2 separate regions of the Zea mays genome follow, and region 2 is linked to region 1. A link is a contact called in public Hi-C data. All regions are on one chromosome and are shown on one strand. The core of a region is the stretch at or near the end of the contact, and the rest is flanking DNA. Distances in the headings are between cores, read along the strand shown. Region 1 has its middle 31 kb from the start of LOC103629193. Region 2 holds the start of LOC100383605 (Transcription factor IIIA).

Region 1 (7,765 bases), core at 2,859-5,358:
CGTTGTGGGAACCAAGTGGGTGTTCCACAACAAACAAGACGAGCACGGGGTGGTGACAAGGAACAAGGCACGACTTGTGGCAAAAGGTTATGCCCAAGTCGCAGGTTTGGATTTTGAGGAGACTTTTGCTCCTGTGGCTAGGCTAGAGTCAATTTGCATATTGTTAGCCTATGCTACTCACCATTCTTTCAGGTTGTTCCAAATGGATGTGAAGAGCCCTTTCCTCAACGGGCCAATCAAGGAGGAGGTGTACGTGGAGCAACCCCCTGTCTTTGAGGATGAACGGTACCCCGACCACGTGTGTAAGCTCTCTAAGGCGCTCTATGGACTTAAGCAAACCCCAAGAGCATGGTATGAATGCCTTAGAGACTTTTTAATTGCTAATGCTTTCAAGGTTGGGAAAGTCGATCCAACTCTTTTTAATAAGACTTGTGATGGTGATCTTTTTGTGTGCCAAATTTATGTCGATGACATAATATTTGGTTCTACTAACCAAAAGTCTTGTGAAGAGTTTAGCAGGGTGATGACTCAAAAGTTTGAGATGTCGATGATGGACGAGTTAAGCTATTTCCTTGGGTTCCAAGTGAAGCAACTCAAGGATGGCACCTTCATCTCCCAAACGAAGTACACGCAAGACTTGATCAAGCGGTTCAGGATGAAGGACGCCAAGCCCGCAAAGACTCCAATGGGAACCGACGGACACACCGACCTCAACAAAGGAGGTAAGTCCGTTGATCAAAAGGCATACCGGTCTATGATAGGATCTTTACTTTATTTATGTGCTAGTAGACCGGATATTATGCTGAGCGTATGCATGTGTGCTAGATTTCAATCCGATCCAAGAGAGTGTCACTTAGTGGCTGTAAAGAGAATTCTTAGATATTTAGTCGCTACGCCTTGCTTCGGGATCTGGTATCCAAAGGGGTCTACCTTTGACTTGATTGGATATTCAGACTCCAACTATGCTGGATGTAAGGTCGATAGGAACAGTACATCGGGGACGTGCCAATTCTTAGGAAGGTCCCTGGTGTCGTGGAGCTCTAAGAAACAAACTTCTGTTGCCCTATACACCGCTGAGGTCGAGTATGTTGCCGCAGTACAGTGTTGCGCGCAACTACTTTGGATGAGGCAAACCCTCCGGGACTTTAGGTACAATCTGAGCAAAGTCCCACTCCTATGTGATAATGAGAGTGTTATCCGTATGGCGGATAATCCTGTTGAACACAGCCACACAAAGCACATAGACATCTGGCATCACTTTTTGAGAGACCACCAGCAAAAGGAAGATATCGAAGTGTTTTATGTTAGCACTGAGAATCAGCTAGCCGATATCTTTACCAAGCCTCTAGATGAGTCGACCTTTTGCAGGCTGCGTAGTGAGCTAAATGTCTTAGATTCGCGGAACTTGGATTGATTTATAGCATACATGTGTTTTTATGTCTTGATCATGTTCCTTAAGCATTTTGTTGTTTTATGGTGTTCAAGTTGTACAAACACTCCCCGGACCTCAAAAGTCCATGTGTGAGTGATGCACATATTTAGGGGGAGATGTGCTACAACTTGACCCTTTGAGACTAACCGTGTGCTTGAGTTTGCTTGATCTAGTCTCAAAGGTGACTTGAAAGGGAAAAGGTGGACTTAGACCATGCAAGACTTCCACTGCACTCCGATGAGAGGGTAACTTATTCCAAGTTCATTTCCATGCTTATTGCCTTTTTGCTCTTAATTGAAAATTTTGGTGAGGCAATGAGGTTTTTGGGCCAAGATTGATTCCGTTTTGGTGCTTGATGCCAAAGGGGGAGAAAATAAGGCCAAAGCAACAAATGGATAAGCTACCACTTGAGAATTTTGAAAATAGTAGAATAGAGCGTTTTGGTTTGTCAAAATTCTCTTATTTTCTCTTTTGTCAAAAGTTGGCCTCATGTGGGAGAATAGTAGATTATGGGAAAAAGGGGGAGTTTTTGAAATCTTTGATCAATTTCTCTTGGAACAACTCTCTTTATGTCCCAACAAGTGTGTTTGACTTAGAGATAGAATATCGAGTTTGATTTGCAAAAACAAAACCAAGTGGTGGCAAATGATGATCCAAATATGCCAAAATTGAATCAAAACAAATTTGAGTTTTCAGTTGCGTTGATGTTGCACCTCTTTTAGTTGCTTTTTATTGTGTTGGCATAAATCACCAAAAAGGGGGAGATTGGAAGGGAAATGTGTCCTTGGGCCATTTCTAAGTATTATTGGTGATTAAGTGTCCAACACAAGTGCCTAAGTGTTAAATTGTGCCAAGGACTCAAGAAGTGCAAATTAAGATTAAAGGTATGTTTCTAGACTTAGTACATTGTTTTGAAGACTAATGTATTGTGTCTAAGTGCTAGAAACAGGAGAAACAATTTTGGAGAAATTGGCTGTGTACAGCCAAAAGGCTGCTCGGTCTGGGTGCACCGGACTGTCCGGTGGGGCACCGGACAGTGTCGATCCGGTGCGCCAGGCTGGCGTCTGTCAACTGGCTGCTCTCGGGACATCGACGGCGGTGTACGGCTATAAATCACCGGACTGTCCGGTGATGCACTAGACTGTCCGGTGAGCCAACAGTCGGCCCAGCCAACGGTCGGCCACGTAATCCGCGCGCGACGCGTGGCAGAGCCAACGGTCAGAAGGGGGCACCGGACTGTCCGATGTGCACCGGACAGTGTCCGGTGCGCCAACGGCTCTGAATCTCCAACGGTCGGCTTCGCCAAAGAAGGAAAGAAATCCGCACCAGACTGTTCGGTGCGCCAGGCGACAGAAGGCAGAATTGCCTTCCTAGAATGCTCTCAACGGCTCCTAGCTGCCTTGGGGCTATAAAAGGGACCCCTAGGCGCATAGAGGAGAACACCAAGCATTCTCTAAGCATTTCTAAGCACCAAGACTTCAATTCCGCGCATTCAATTCTTTGTGATAGCAACTAGAGCTCCATTTGAGTAGAGAACTCTTTGAGTTGTGTTGAGAGCTCGTGTTGTGACTTGTGTGCGTATTGTCACTCTGATTTTGTGTCTTGTGTGCGTTGCTCATCCCTCCCTTACTTCGTGCTTCTTTGTGAACATCAAAGTGTAAGGGCGAGAGGCTCCAAGTTGTGGAGATTCCTCGCGAGCGGGATAAAGTAAACAAAGCAAAACACCGTGGTATTTAAGTGGGTCTTTGGACCGCTTGAGAGGGGTTGATTGCAACCCTCGTCCGTTGGGACGCCACAACGTGGAGTAGGCAAGTGTTGAACTTGGCCGAACCACGGAATAAACCACTATGTCTATCTGTGATTGATCTTCTTGTGGTTATCGTGTATTGCAAAAACTCTTCTCTAGCCACTTGGCTTTATTGTGCTAACTCCTAATCAAGTTTTTGTGACATTAAGTTTTAAGTTTTACAGGATCACCTATTCACCCCCTCTAGGTGCTCTCAGATGCACCACCTCAATTTGGATGTAGTGATTCATTAAACCAAACACTCCCTAACTTTTCCTCTGGAGCGGAGCAGTGTGTTTCATTTTTCCCACCGACGACACGCTGAATTAAGCGACGAATCAGTCGAGCGATGGGATTGTTAATTTGTTTGTTTGTTTGCCCGGCACGCACTGAGGGTGACTTTGGAACCGACGTACAGGTGGCTAGCTTGGGTGGCTCTGGCCTCTTGTTAGGAGTAACAGTCACCCTTGGCTAGCTAGCTAGTATAGAACACCTCGAGGACTCTTTCGCGAGGTCCTCAAAACATGAGGTCGACCTCGATCTAGACCTCGACGCATGTAGCAGGAGTTGGCTGAGACGCGAGCACGGACGCCGTGCGCACAGTACGGCCAAGTAATGCAAACACGCGGTCCAGTCGAAGCCACACACGACGGCATGGCAGAGGAGTAGGGCACCTACAGCTTTCGCGCGCGGACGTCGCTGGCGCCTGGCATGACATGGCATGGCAGGCAGACATCAGCGACTACTAGGATGTAGTGCAGGCACGATTTGCATGTGGAGAAAGGAGGAGGAGGACAAGGCAACCAACCAGCCACTACTAGGATGATATATAGATATGCATGATGCCCGGACCACGTACGGATAAGGCAACGTGATCATTTCATGGGAGAGTGAACATACCTACAGCAATCACCTATACGGATGCTGCATGGTCCTGCTGCTCCTCTTCCGTCCGTCCGTCCTTGAGCATGCAACCACCAACCAGATCAAATCATCAGATGGCGTGGTTCACGTTTCGCTATCGGTACACGCGTGTCTGCTAGCCTTCTAGCTACAAGCCCTGCCCTGCAGACAATAATAATAACCATGGCTATTGGTTGCAGCTGGGTCCACACCATGTCTTGTCAGAGCGAAACGTGAACCAAGGCAAGGCCTGCCAAACTACTGCTAGACTCTCATGTAATGTAATGGTTAATATTTACGAGTACCACCCTCAAATCGATCTAGAGTTCGATCTCTTTTGGAGGCGAATTTTTGGATTGGGTAAATAAATCTCCTTATTATGCCCCGCTCGCTTCTTCCAGGTTACATTCTACACGGAACCGTGTTTCGGTCTCTTCTTATCTCTGTTATACTTAAAGCACCAGTTTCAACGGTCGTCCTGCGTTATTTTTTTTAAAAAAAAAGTCACCATATTTCTTCCAAATCTACTCAGCGTAAAATATTAAAAAACGGTGCAGCAGCTGGTGTATGTTAAAAAGCGATGCAGGAGATGGGGTTTGAACCCACACCCTGATGGAAGAAGGTTGGAAGACACTGGGCGAAGCTGTCTAACTAGTATAACATCATGCTCAGATGTTTATAATATTAAATATAAATGGTATATATGTATATATATTTTTTGTAAAAAATAAAAAATCCTGCGTGGCCGGGCCAGCACTACGGGTCGAAACTACGGCCTAAGCACCGCACGACGCTCGTGCCGGGTTGTCCCGGGCACTATTAAATGGGTCGTGCCTCGGGCCGGCTTGCCAGACACGGCCCATTTGGCCATCTATACCTCCACACGATAATGATGGTCCTCACCTCAGTTGCCACCACCTCGTTCGCCATTCTACTTCTTATTACTCTCCCCTCATGCCTCCACCTCCGCGCCACTCCATTCTCGGCAGAAGGCATAGGAGCAGGCGTCTCCTCCCCGTATTCATCCGACATCAGCCCCGACACCGACTCGCGCAGTGGCTATTGCACGTCCACGGGGACGTTTCACATCCTACACGCACCATCGTTTTCACCGTCGTCGGACGTCTCGTTCGTCTTCCCTGTCTTCGCCCTGTTCTTCCACCCCAACCTGCTGCCATCGCCCACGGAAGACGAACGATGGCCTTTCTCCGTGCGTGCTGTCGAGGAGTACATGGTGGCGTCTGCCACGCTTAGGTTATCTTAGCGATGAGGAGTCTAGGTCTGAGATATTGGACAACTAAGGTCCGTAGCGTGGCAGCAGTCGACATATGCTACGGAGTTGGTACTGGTGTTGTGTCCCTTCGGCGGGTCTAGAGCTGGGAAGACAGTCGCATTCTCTCGCCCTTCTCGGACTGACGCCTGGTGCGAGTGCCTCTTGGTTTGGAGATGCTCCGGCTGGGCTTCTTTCTCCGCTTGCGTGCTCTCTCCCTATATATCTAGCGGTATACTGTCTATGTCGCCTCCAGATGCCCAGGTCTTCGTCGTGTCCTTCTCCGACAACGAACATGTATGTCTGCCTCTTCCCTTCCCCTCCTGCTCTACGAAACCTTAGAAGTGGGGGAGGCGAGGGCGTGGGTCTCTGATTTGCTTCCTATGGTACCCGTGCGTTCATAAAAAATATTATGCAAAGAGTGGAGACAACCAATAAAAAATCTTGAGATCTTTTTGGTGAATAATTTATATGGGTATTGTTATGAGCCGTCGCAACGCACGGGTAACCGACTAGTATTATAATAACAGAAGAGCGAGGGTCCTTTCTCTCCCCTGCCAAGTTAGTTTTTACATGCTACTACTATGCTAGTAGTATTTCTCATGTCTGTCCATTATGATAATAATTAATTGACTATTCGTTTTAGATTAAACCCAGCTTTTTAGACTGTTTTAGTTATAATTCATAGCGACAAAAACACTGTATAAACAGTAGAAGCCGATACAGATTAAAGCCAATTAAACATGCTGGTCTGACTCAGGTTAGCTGACTCATCACACTAGCCAGAGGCCTAGCTAGCCAGTTACTAAATAAATTGAGATAGAATACAACTGCCTCATCACACTTAGCAGCATGGTCAAATACGTACCTAACCCGATCTACATCCAGTTACAGAAGCTGTTTCTAGACGGAATCCCACCATGCACCTCATGCTTCTTCAGATGCCCGCCCCCAGCTAAAGCTTATCGCACGTACTCAAAATAGCAGTGGCCAGGGCATATATTATTATTAAGAGTACCCTATCGCCAATTGAGGAAACGCACTAGCACACACGTATATATATCGTGAATGATTTCCTGTTTTTTAGTCGTTAAAGTTTCGTTTTAATCCCACTAGATAAACTTTAGCAGTTTTTTTAGCTACTTTTAGCCATTTAATGATCTAAACATTAGAGCTAATGGTAGTGTGATAAAATTTAGCACCTATTATCTCATAAACTGCTCAAGGGGTGCTAAAAGTAGCTAAACGTGTGCCACTGAACCCCATTTCCACCCATATCCTCCAACCTTATTCTCTCTCTCCGCATTAGGGGTATATGTGTCTTTTTATTCCAATGTGCTAAACTTTATTAGAGTAGTCCAAACACCACAATGAGCTAAACTTTAGCACTTCAATTTATATGGCTAAAGTTTAGCAGGAAGCTAAAATTTATCCATTGAGATTGAAACAGGGCCTAAAGAAACCAAACAATCCCCTAAGTCCAACCGTAATCAGATAACATACTAGATACTGTCCTATTTAAACTTGTTACCAGTGGAAATAGAGTGTAAATTATTACTGCTACCATGCATTTACGATATATTTCTTGAACCAAACGACACCTAAGTTATTGTTAGGTCGTATGTCTTTGCACTCAGTGCGTGTTATCCTGGTGCTCCCCATGACCCACCGTCAATAATGAGTCCCGTGATCAAATATATGTTGCTTCTATAGATATACAAACTGTTTGATTCAGTCTTTTTCTGACCAACTTTTTCTGAAATCTGGTTTTGGCGAGAATTCGGTTTTGGAGAGAATCTGAGTATCATTGAGGATAAAAGTGTCTATAGGGTCCAGGATCTAGAAAAGTGACAGATTCATACTATTGCAACGACTTGACCACTCATGTGTTTATGTTCATTTTGGATGGTTTTTTACCAAAATGAATTTTATAAAGGTTGGCTAAAAAGTTGAGTGTTTGGCAGTTCGCAGCAGATTTTGGTGTCCAGAAGCTGAAAAAAAAACTGCAACAATCAGGGTCATATAGGCCCCCACACCGCACACACACAAAAAAAATCCAAAAATCAGGATAGACCACTAGCTAGACCCCCAAAAGTGACCCTGATCGACAGGGTTCGGTCAAAATCGCACGAAAGGGAGTATTGTGCTTAATTTTAGAGATGTTTGAATACAATAAAACTAATAATTATCTGTTAAAATTAGCTAAAAACATATAGAGTCTAGCTAATATTTCAGCTCTTAGAATTAGCTAAAAGTTAGCGTACTGTTTATTGGCTAGCTAATTCCGCTAACAATTTTTTTAGCCAACTAAGTAACTATTAACTGTAGTGCATTAGCTTAATTTATATTTATATATAAATCGGCGAGCGATCAG
Region 2 (7,765 bases), core at 1,593-4,092, 520 kb before region 1:
CCAAAACAAGGTGTTGCTGCCAGCCTGCCATCTCCAACTTCAGAGACTAAGGCAAGATCGAAGAGAGACTTGACCTGATCTGAAAACTGGAGTTGAAAAGAAGCCCAAGCCTTGTCCGGACTAGTCTTTTGAAGCCAAAGCCATCTAACACGGAGAGCCCAATTCAAAGACTGTAAATTAGAGATGCCGAGACCACCCAGCTCTTTAGGTCTAGTGACTTTAGGCCAAGCAATCAGACAATGACCTCCATTAGTCTCGCTTCTACCACGCCAAAGAAAATTTCTCATGATTTTATCCATGGCCTTGAGGGCCCAAGGAGAGAGATCTAGAGCCATAGCATGATAGACGATAGTAGCTGTCAACACAAACTGAACCTGGACCGCTCTTCCTGCCTTAGTCATAAGATCAGCCTTCCAACCCGGGAGAGAGTTCGCCAAGCGGTCAATGAAGGGCTGTAATTGCGCTTTATTGAGCTTTTTTAAGGACAGTGGCAGCCCCAAATATTTGAAAAGGAATTCCTCCAGCTTGCAAGGCAGATGATCTTGAACAGTGGCTACCTCCGACTGTGAGCACCTGATAGGGATAATACTACTTTTCTGAATATTTGTTTGGAGACCGGAAGCTTCACCAAACAGCCTGAGTATATTTCCCACCAGAACAAGGTCATCCACTGTAGGTTTGATGAAAAGTGCAACATCATCCGCGTAAAGAGAGACTCTATGCAGAAAGGAACAAGTTGACAGGGGTTGCAACAGCCTAGCTTCAACAGCTCGCCCCACCATGAGGTTTAGAACGTCCATCACCAAAATGAATAACATAGGGGAGAGGGGGTCTCCCTGCCGCAGCCCTCTTCTGTGCGGAATGAAGTCCCCTGGAATACCATTAAGGAGAATCTGAGAGGAGGATGTGGCAAGCAGCCCACTCACAATGTCACACCATCCAGCACCAAACCCCAGACTCTGCAAGACTTCCAACAAGAAGGGCCAAGATACTGAATCAAACACCTTTGATATGTCCAGTTTCAGCATAATTGTTGGCTGATTCTGAGAATGAAGGAAGCGGGTTGTTTGTTGGACCAACATGAAGTTGTCTTGAATAAATCTTCCCTTGATGAAAGTACTTTGGTTCTTGGACACCATACTATCAAGTTGACCTCCCAACCGGTTTGCAAGGATCTTCGTAATCAGTTTAGCAAAACTATGAATGATGCTTATAGGCCTAAACTCCTTGGCATTAGACGGGTTCTCAACCTTGGGAAGGAGGATAACAAAGGCTGAATTAAGAGCCCGAAAATTCCGAAAGTCTTTCCTCCAAATTGCTACAACAGCCGCCATGATGTCCTTCTTAATGATTGGCCAACACACCTTATAAAATCTTCCCGTGAAGCCATCGGGCCCCGGCGCTTTGTCAGAGGGCATCTGCTTGATGGTATCCCAAACTTCTTCTTCCGAACATGAGTTGACAAGGTGATCCAGAAGATGGTGTTGGATCCCGAGGGCCTCAAGATCAATGGAAGGTGCTGCTCAATTATTTTACGGAGCTGATTGGTAGCAGCAATGCAACCAAACTAACATGCACGAAACAACAAAGCTAATGTGCATTGCTGTGTCCTTCTCAAATGTGCTGTTATTCATATGTAATCCTAGAAATCCTATTCTAATAGAAAAGGCAGCCAAACTTATAACTATTTTGTAAAAAAGTGCCAATGCTAAATACAACGGGATCTGCATAGCACACACCCAGCAAAATACTCCGATGCCTTCTCGGCCCCGTCCTTCAAGGCAATGCTAACTCCAAAAAGCACGGCAGCAAGAATCTGAACAAACCCAATGTATTAGCTCCATGTGTAGAAGTAACTCTAAGCTGAATCAACAAAATGGTAGATAGATAGAAAAAACTGACCACAAGTGTCACCCTTCTAATGGCAGAGCCTTTCCCACTCGTGCTGGACACCGCTACGGGTTCTGCACCCTTTTTGGGTTGAGCACGTGGAGTAGAATTTACCGTCTCCTTTTCTGCATACATATCCAACGCGAGGTATCAGAGAGGGACAAGAAATCTCACGAAACCATCAAAAATGAATTCAGCAGATAGCATGGGAGTCCCCTTCTGAGGAACTTGATTTCAAAATGCGTCACTGAGTTATTGCGCATTTCTGATGTTGCAGCCGAACTATGGCGCCCATGGCTTGATGTTGCAACCAAACAATTGTGCGCATGGCTTGATGTTGCAACCAAGCTATTGCGCCCAAGGCTGGCTGGCTCGCAGGAGCCGAAGGAAGGAATTGGGCGGTAAGAAGCTAGACGGCGGTGGGGTGGAGCCGAGCGTCGTACTCACCAGAGCTTAGCGAGACGCCTTCCTCCTGTTCCGCCCTCCTGGCGCGCCGCCTCCGCATCCTCCCGCGCCGTCCTCCTTCCGCTTCCCCAGGGCGGGACGACGCGGCGGACACCGTGAACGGGAGAGGCCGCCACGTGAGCGGCGGCGGCGGGAGCGCCGCTCGCGCACGACGCGTCCACCACGGGTCCGGAAGCCGCGGCAGGAACCGCGTAGCGGTCGAAGCGGCCACCGCGGAAGCCATCGCCGGGGACGATCTCGGTCGGGGCGCGACGGGTGGAGCTCGGGAGCGTACGGCCGCGGGCGGAGGCGGAGCGGAGCACACTTCAGCGTCAGCCACACCGGCTGCGGTACAGGCGTATAGCGGTAGGCAGCCCACCCCACCCAAACGGAGCGCACGTGCGCCACCCGCAGCGGGACCCGTAACCCGTTTAGGACCCCGAACCCGGGAAGGCTCTCCCCTTGCCAGGTGGGCCTGATGCTCATCAGGCCCATCTCCCAGTGGTTGTTTTTGGCTTGTTCTCCCACTAACGCTTGGCGACTCACGAGTCGAGGGTTTCTCTCCTGCGCGGCGGCTACCTCTCTCCACGGCGGCGGCGGGCGATCCTGCAGATCCCGCGGCTCCCTCCGCGATTCGAGGTCAGTTTCCTCCGATTGGTGTTGCGTGTGGTGCTAATTCTGGGAATCCCGTCTCAATTTCTCGTTTATTTCGCTGTGGTTTTGGGGTTAGTCAGACTCAGATGGGGGAAGGCACAGAGAGCGGCGGCGGGGCGACCACAGCGCCGCCTCTGAGGTATATAAGGTGCTACAAGTGCGGGTTCTGCGACGTGGTCCGGTCCAAGAAGTGCTTGCTCCGCGCCCACGTGCTTGAGCACCACAAGGTACCAGCTGTGCTGCTCGCTTGCTCGCCGCCGCTTGGTTCAGACTTCAGATTTGCGCGCGTTCTCCTTTGTATTGTTCTACAGGGGTAACACTTATGGGGTGTGTGTAGGATGAGGTGGATGCTTTGGGGGGTTACTGGGAAGGTGGAGATGCTGGTCCGCGCAAAGAGATCAGCCGTGCGTGCGAACAGTGCGGGATGAGCTTCAAGAAGCAGGCGCATCTGAAGCAACATATGCAGAGCCATTCGCTCGAGGTACTGATCTGGCTGCTTATGTTGGGTTTTTTGGTATATTGCTCAGTGAATGCTCAGGCTACTAGTGCTCGCCTGGTTTGTTACTATCCGCTTAATGTTTATTGTGTGAGAAAAGGCCGAAAGCGAGATACATGCTGGTTTGACTCTTTTGGTGTGGTTGCTACAACCCTGTTATAATAACAATTGGTTCGATGGATGACTCTGTATACCTCATGGTCTTTCTTTAGTCCATTGTATGTTATTATTAATTATGCTGACTTTTGCAGTCTGTTTGTTCAGATACAGATGTGTGAAGCATTGGATCTCAAAGAACTCCAAAATGCGAGAAGGCCTTGAACGGACTAGTACCAGGATGGGGAGACCCTCCTGAGAAGCTCCATCAAGAGTTCCTTCATTCACGCTATTCTTCAGGTTGTGTGTTCTGAGCTATTCTGAGCTGCTTGCTGCTTTTTTTGTTATTATGTTCCTGTCACATGACATATGCTAAAGGTCTAGTCTGAGATTGCGATGCCACTTTTTTCAACAAGTTGGGCGTCTGCTGTTCTAGTCATATTTGATAATTGATGAATTTACACTGCAATGCTGTTTGAGTATATCTAGCTGTCACCGTTTGATGGCCCTCATTATTGACAGGATAGATTTAGCAGGCATAGAGAGACACAATTCCTGTTCTGCATAGTTTATGTGCTCGACTTTAGTTATGTGTTCACTGAAATGATTGGATCATGATCTTCCTTAGTTGAATTATACATTTCATGCAAAAATCAAATTAATTTTCATTTGAAGGTGAGTTATGCGGATACGGTGTGCTGCTATTTGCCCCTGTATTTGGGGACTGGTGTACGACATTTGATTTGCTGGTTTTTGTAGGCAATTTGTTGACATATGAATGCGTGAAGCATTGGATCCCAAAGAACTCCAAAATGCGATAAGGCCTTGAATGGACTAGTATCAGGATTGGGAGACCATCCTGAGAAGCTCCATCAAGCATGCCTTGTTCACGCGTTTCTTAAGGTTTGCTCATTTCGTTCCAGCCTTCTCATTCTAAGATTTTTCCTTTTATGTTATTATTTACTTGCACTTTTATAATTGTATTTTCTATTATTTTCACACCACTTAAAGCTCATGTTGTAGCATGCCTGGTTGCACTTTGTGGTACTGTTTGCATCTCTATTACTTTATTTGTATCAAACCTTTTTTTAGGTACTATATAGTGATACATGTCTTTCCAAAACTACTGCAGAGGCCCTTTTCCTGCACTGTTGATGGTTGCCCCTTTAGCTATAGCAGGAAGGATCATTTGAACAGACATTTACTTACTCATGAAGGGAAACTATTTGTGTGCCCTGTCGAAGGATGTGGCCGTAAGTTCAATATCAAGGGTAATATGCAGAGACATGTTCAGGAAATCCACAAAGATGTCTCTCCTTGTGAAAGCAAGAAAGAATTCATCTGTCCAAAGGTTAACTGTGGGAAGGCTTTCAAATATGCTTCTAAGTTAAAGAAGCACGAAGAATCACATGGTGAGAGGCACACTTTATAACCATTTCCATATTTCTGACACCAAGTTTAAATAACACACTTTGAAAAGCCTGTTGATATAGTATATTGATGATGTTAGCATGTAGTTCTGGTCTTGTTATCCTCTGAGCCATATTTATCAATATGAACTCTCACCTTTACCAATTGTTTTTGTCTTTCTGATATGATTATTTTATGTGTTCTGCCTTAGTGCATGCTTTTCATCTATTCTGCATAATATTATGTATGCAAGTGCTTATTATCAACACTGACAGTAGTTTCTCTGTCATGATAAACTTTTGGTACCTGTGGTGCAGTCCAGCTGGAATACACAGAAGTTATGTGCTGTGAGCCAGGCTGCATGAAGTTCTTTTCAAACATGGAATGCCTGAAGGCGCATAACCAATCTTGCCATCAATATGTTCAGTGTGATATCTGTGGTACGAAACAGCTAAAGAAGAATTTCCAGCGCCATCATCGGATGCATGAAGGTTCCTGCGTCACTGAGAGGGTTAAATGCCACATCGAGGACTGCAAATGTTCGTTCTCGAAGGTGTGGTTTCTAATCTTAACACTATTTGATTCTCTTATGGTTTGTTTCCGTGGAATTTATCAAGAAAAGCACTCAGTTATTCATTCTTGGTGAACATGAAACTGCAGAAATCCAATTTGGACAAGCATGTTAAGGCGGTACATGAGCAGCGTCGTCCTTTTGTGTGCCAATTCTCTGGGTGTGGCAAGAGGTTTTCTTACAAGCACGTAAGGGACAATCATGAGAAGTCAAGCGCTCATGTGCACACTGAGGTATCACAAATGATCACCTGATAACAATTTCCTTGGCATCCTACATTGTGCTTTCTCCTTCAGAAATGCATCTTGTGAGGGGGATGTTTATGATTTCCCATCAATTGTTTGCAGGGTGATTTTGTCGAGGCTGATGAGCAGCGGCCACGTTCAGTAGGTGGGTGCAAGAGGAAACCCGTATCTGTTGAGAGTTTGATGCGTAAGAGGGTAGCCGCTCCTGACGATGGGCCTGCTCATGCTGATGCAACTGAATATTTGAGATGGCTTCTGTCGGTTTGATTGGACGTTCAAGTGCACTTTGTGTAGTTGGAAACATCAGCGATTTACTTGGCATGTATAGGAAGATGAATGTCTCTAGTATGTTATGTAAATGTTTATGTACGGTATCAGAAATACAGATCATTGGACCTCAATTATAAAGGCAATATGCTGTATTGGCAAGATCTTGAATGTAAGAGCGGTTGCTCATGATCATTAGATCTATGTGTCTTCAGCACAGCTTGGCAACATGTTTTGGTATGTTCGCAGTTGCAGTGTCTTTGCCTTTTTTTGCCTCCTGCTGGTTGCAGGTGAAAATTGGATTCATGATTCTTGAATGCTCTTATGTAACAACAAAAATATCTGTTCAGTTCTCATTGTGCAGAACCACAGCACTCTTCATTCCGATTTGCAGATGCACGTGACCAAAAAAGATAATTTGCAGATGCACCATGAACCCGTGGCACCAGATGCCCGTCAGCAGCTGGCACCCGTCCAGCTCGCGCCGGAGAGCCTCCAGGCGGACCAGCTCCGCCGCCCCGCGGATCGATTGGACTAGCGACGAGGCCGAGATGCGCACGGACGTCATCGGCGGCGGCGATGGCTCTTCTGCCTCGGAACTCGGATGCCTCAGTGTGCGTGCGCGTGTCAGTGTGATCTCTTGCCTCCAATGGATCGCGTGCTTCCTTTCTACGGCGATGATGGCTTAGTTAAAGCCCAGTAGTTTGCAGTAGTGAGCTCAGAGCCCAATAAACTCCAGTAATGGGCTCCGAAGATTAAAAGGCCGTTAGCAAATTAATCACTTCATTTGGATGGCATGGGGATCCTCCCAAAAAAATTGAATGGGCTGAGAAACGCTTGTTGCATGGACCTTCGACAGCCCCAGGACGTTTCTCATGAAATTTCTATTATATGAAAGGCGGTTCAAAACGACTCCATTCGTGGTGTCTAAGTCGTTCTTTTTATTTAGACCGTTCGATCCCATCTCAATGGTATGCATCGAGCTCTAGGCCACCACACCTTTCTCTTGCTTCCTCTAGAGGCTTCGCTTCCTATCCCGTCCATCGACTTGCCCCCACCCAAACCCGTCTTGCCCCTGCAAACCAAGTTCATCACGTCTCTATCCATCCCTCTTCACACTTCTCTGGCCCTCCCTCCAGGCACCAGGACCTTCTCCGACGACTCTAGCACCACCGCTAGCCGCGACCTGAATCTAGGATTTACCCTTTCCCCTCGCTAGCATCCGGATCGGGCCAATAAGAGCCTCTGCGATGCTGCCGTGTGCAAGGTCGGTGCTTCGGAAGAGCAGTTACAGTCTTCCCTCCCGCAGAGGTGCAACGGGGAGGGCGAGTGCTCCACTGGCGTGGGGCCGACCACCTCACCAGCGCCACCGCTCGTCGTGCGAGTCACCATTGTCGACCAGCACCTGGTGGAACCGTCGTCGTCCCGCTAAGTCACCATTGTCGACCAACACTTGGTGGAACCGTCGTCGTCCTGCTAACCTCGACCCAAACCCCAGCTACCGACCGGCTCGGTGGGCGGCAACTCATGTTCTACTCACGGCGATGGCGAAGACAACAGCAGGCTCGGGCTCTATGTCGCGACTTGTGCGACTGCTGCGGTGCGCCAGGGCGGGGTTGCTAGCTATGGTCTGTGGGCGATGGTGCTGTGACTGCGATCCACAAGCGCGTACCTTGGAGATGGCTAGTGGCA

What was found. A called contact is a pair of places that touch in the nucleus more often than the background predicts.
Region 2: a Hi-C map of ear shows a contact between it and region 1, with 2.5 times the contacts expected there. The contact joins the promoter of LOC100383605 here to the enhancer-like site in region 1. A contact is called at or near these places in 6 of 25 Hi-C or Micro-C datasets (bundle sheath, ear, leaf and 2 more).

The regions. Positions count from the first base shown.
Region 1 is chr6:36,572,189-36,579,953 of Zm-B73-REFERENCE-NAM-5.0, reverse strand. No RefSeq gene overlaps it. Among protein-coding and RNA genes, the nearest start is that of LOC103629193, 31 kb to the left of the region's middle. Within about 2 kb of position 4,108, at least 16 of the 20 cell types and tissues checked have an H3K27ac peak or open chromatin away from gene starts, as enhancers often do. A contact at or near this core is called in bundle sheath, ear, leaf and 2 more, where this site is marked.
Region 2 is chr6:37,086,701-37,094,465 of Zm-B73-REFERENCE-NAM-5.0, reverse strand. LOC100383605 (Transcription factor IIIA) reads left to right here and starts at 2,842. Exons shown (of 9, transcript NM_001362095.1): 1 at 2,842-2,973; 2 at 3,065-3,215; 3 at 3,326-3,469; 4 at 3,749-3,880; 5 at 4,340-4,483; 6 at 4,713-4,992; 7 at 5,308-5,543; 8 at 5,651-5,794; 9 at 5,909-6,320. The coding sequence starts at 4,857. The coding sequence ends at 6,073. LOC100284595 (protein alx) reads right to left here and starts at 2,688. Exons shown (of 13, transcript NM_001157490.2): 1 at 2,338-2,688; 2 at 1,903-2,015; 3 at 1,740-1,816. The coding sequence starts at 2,578.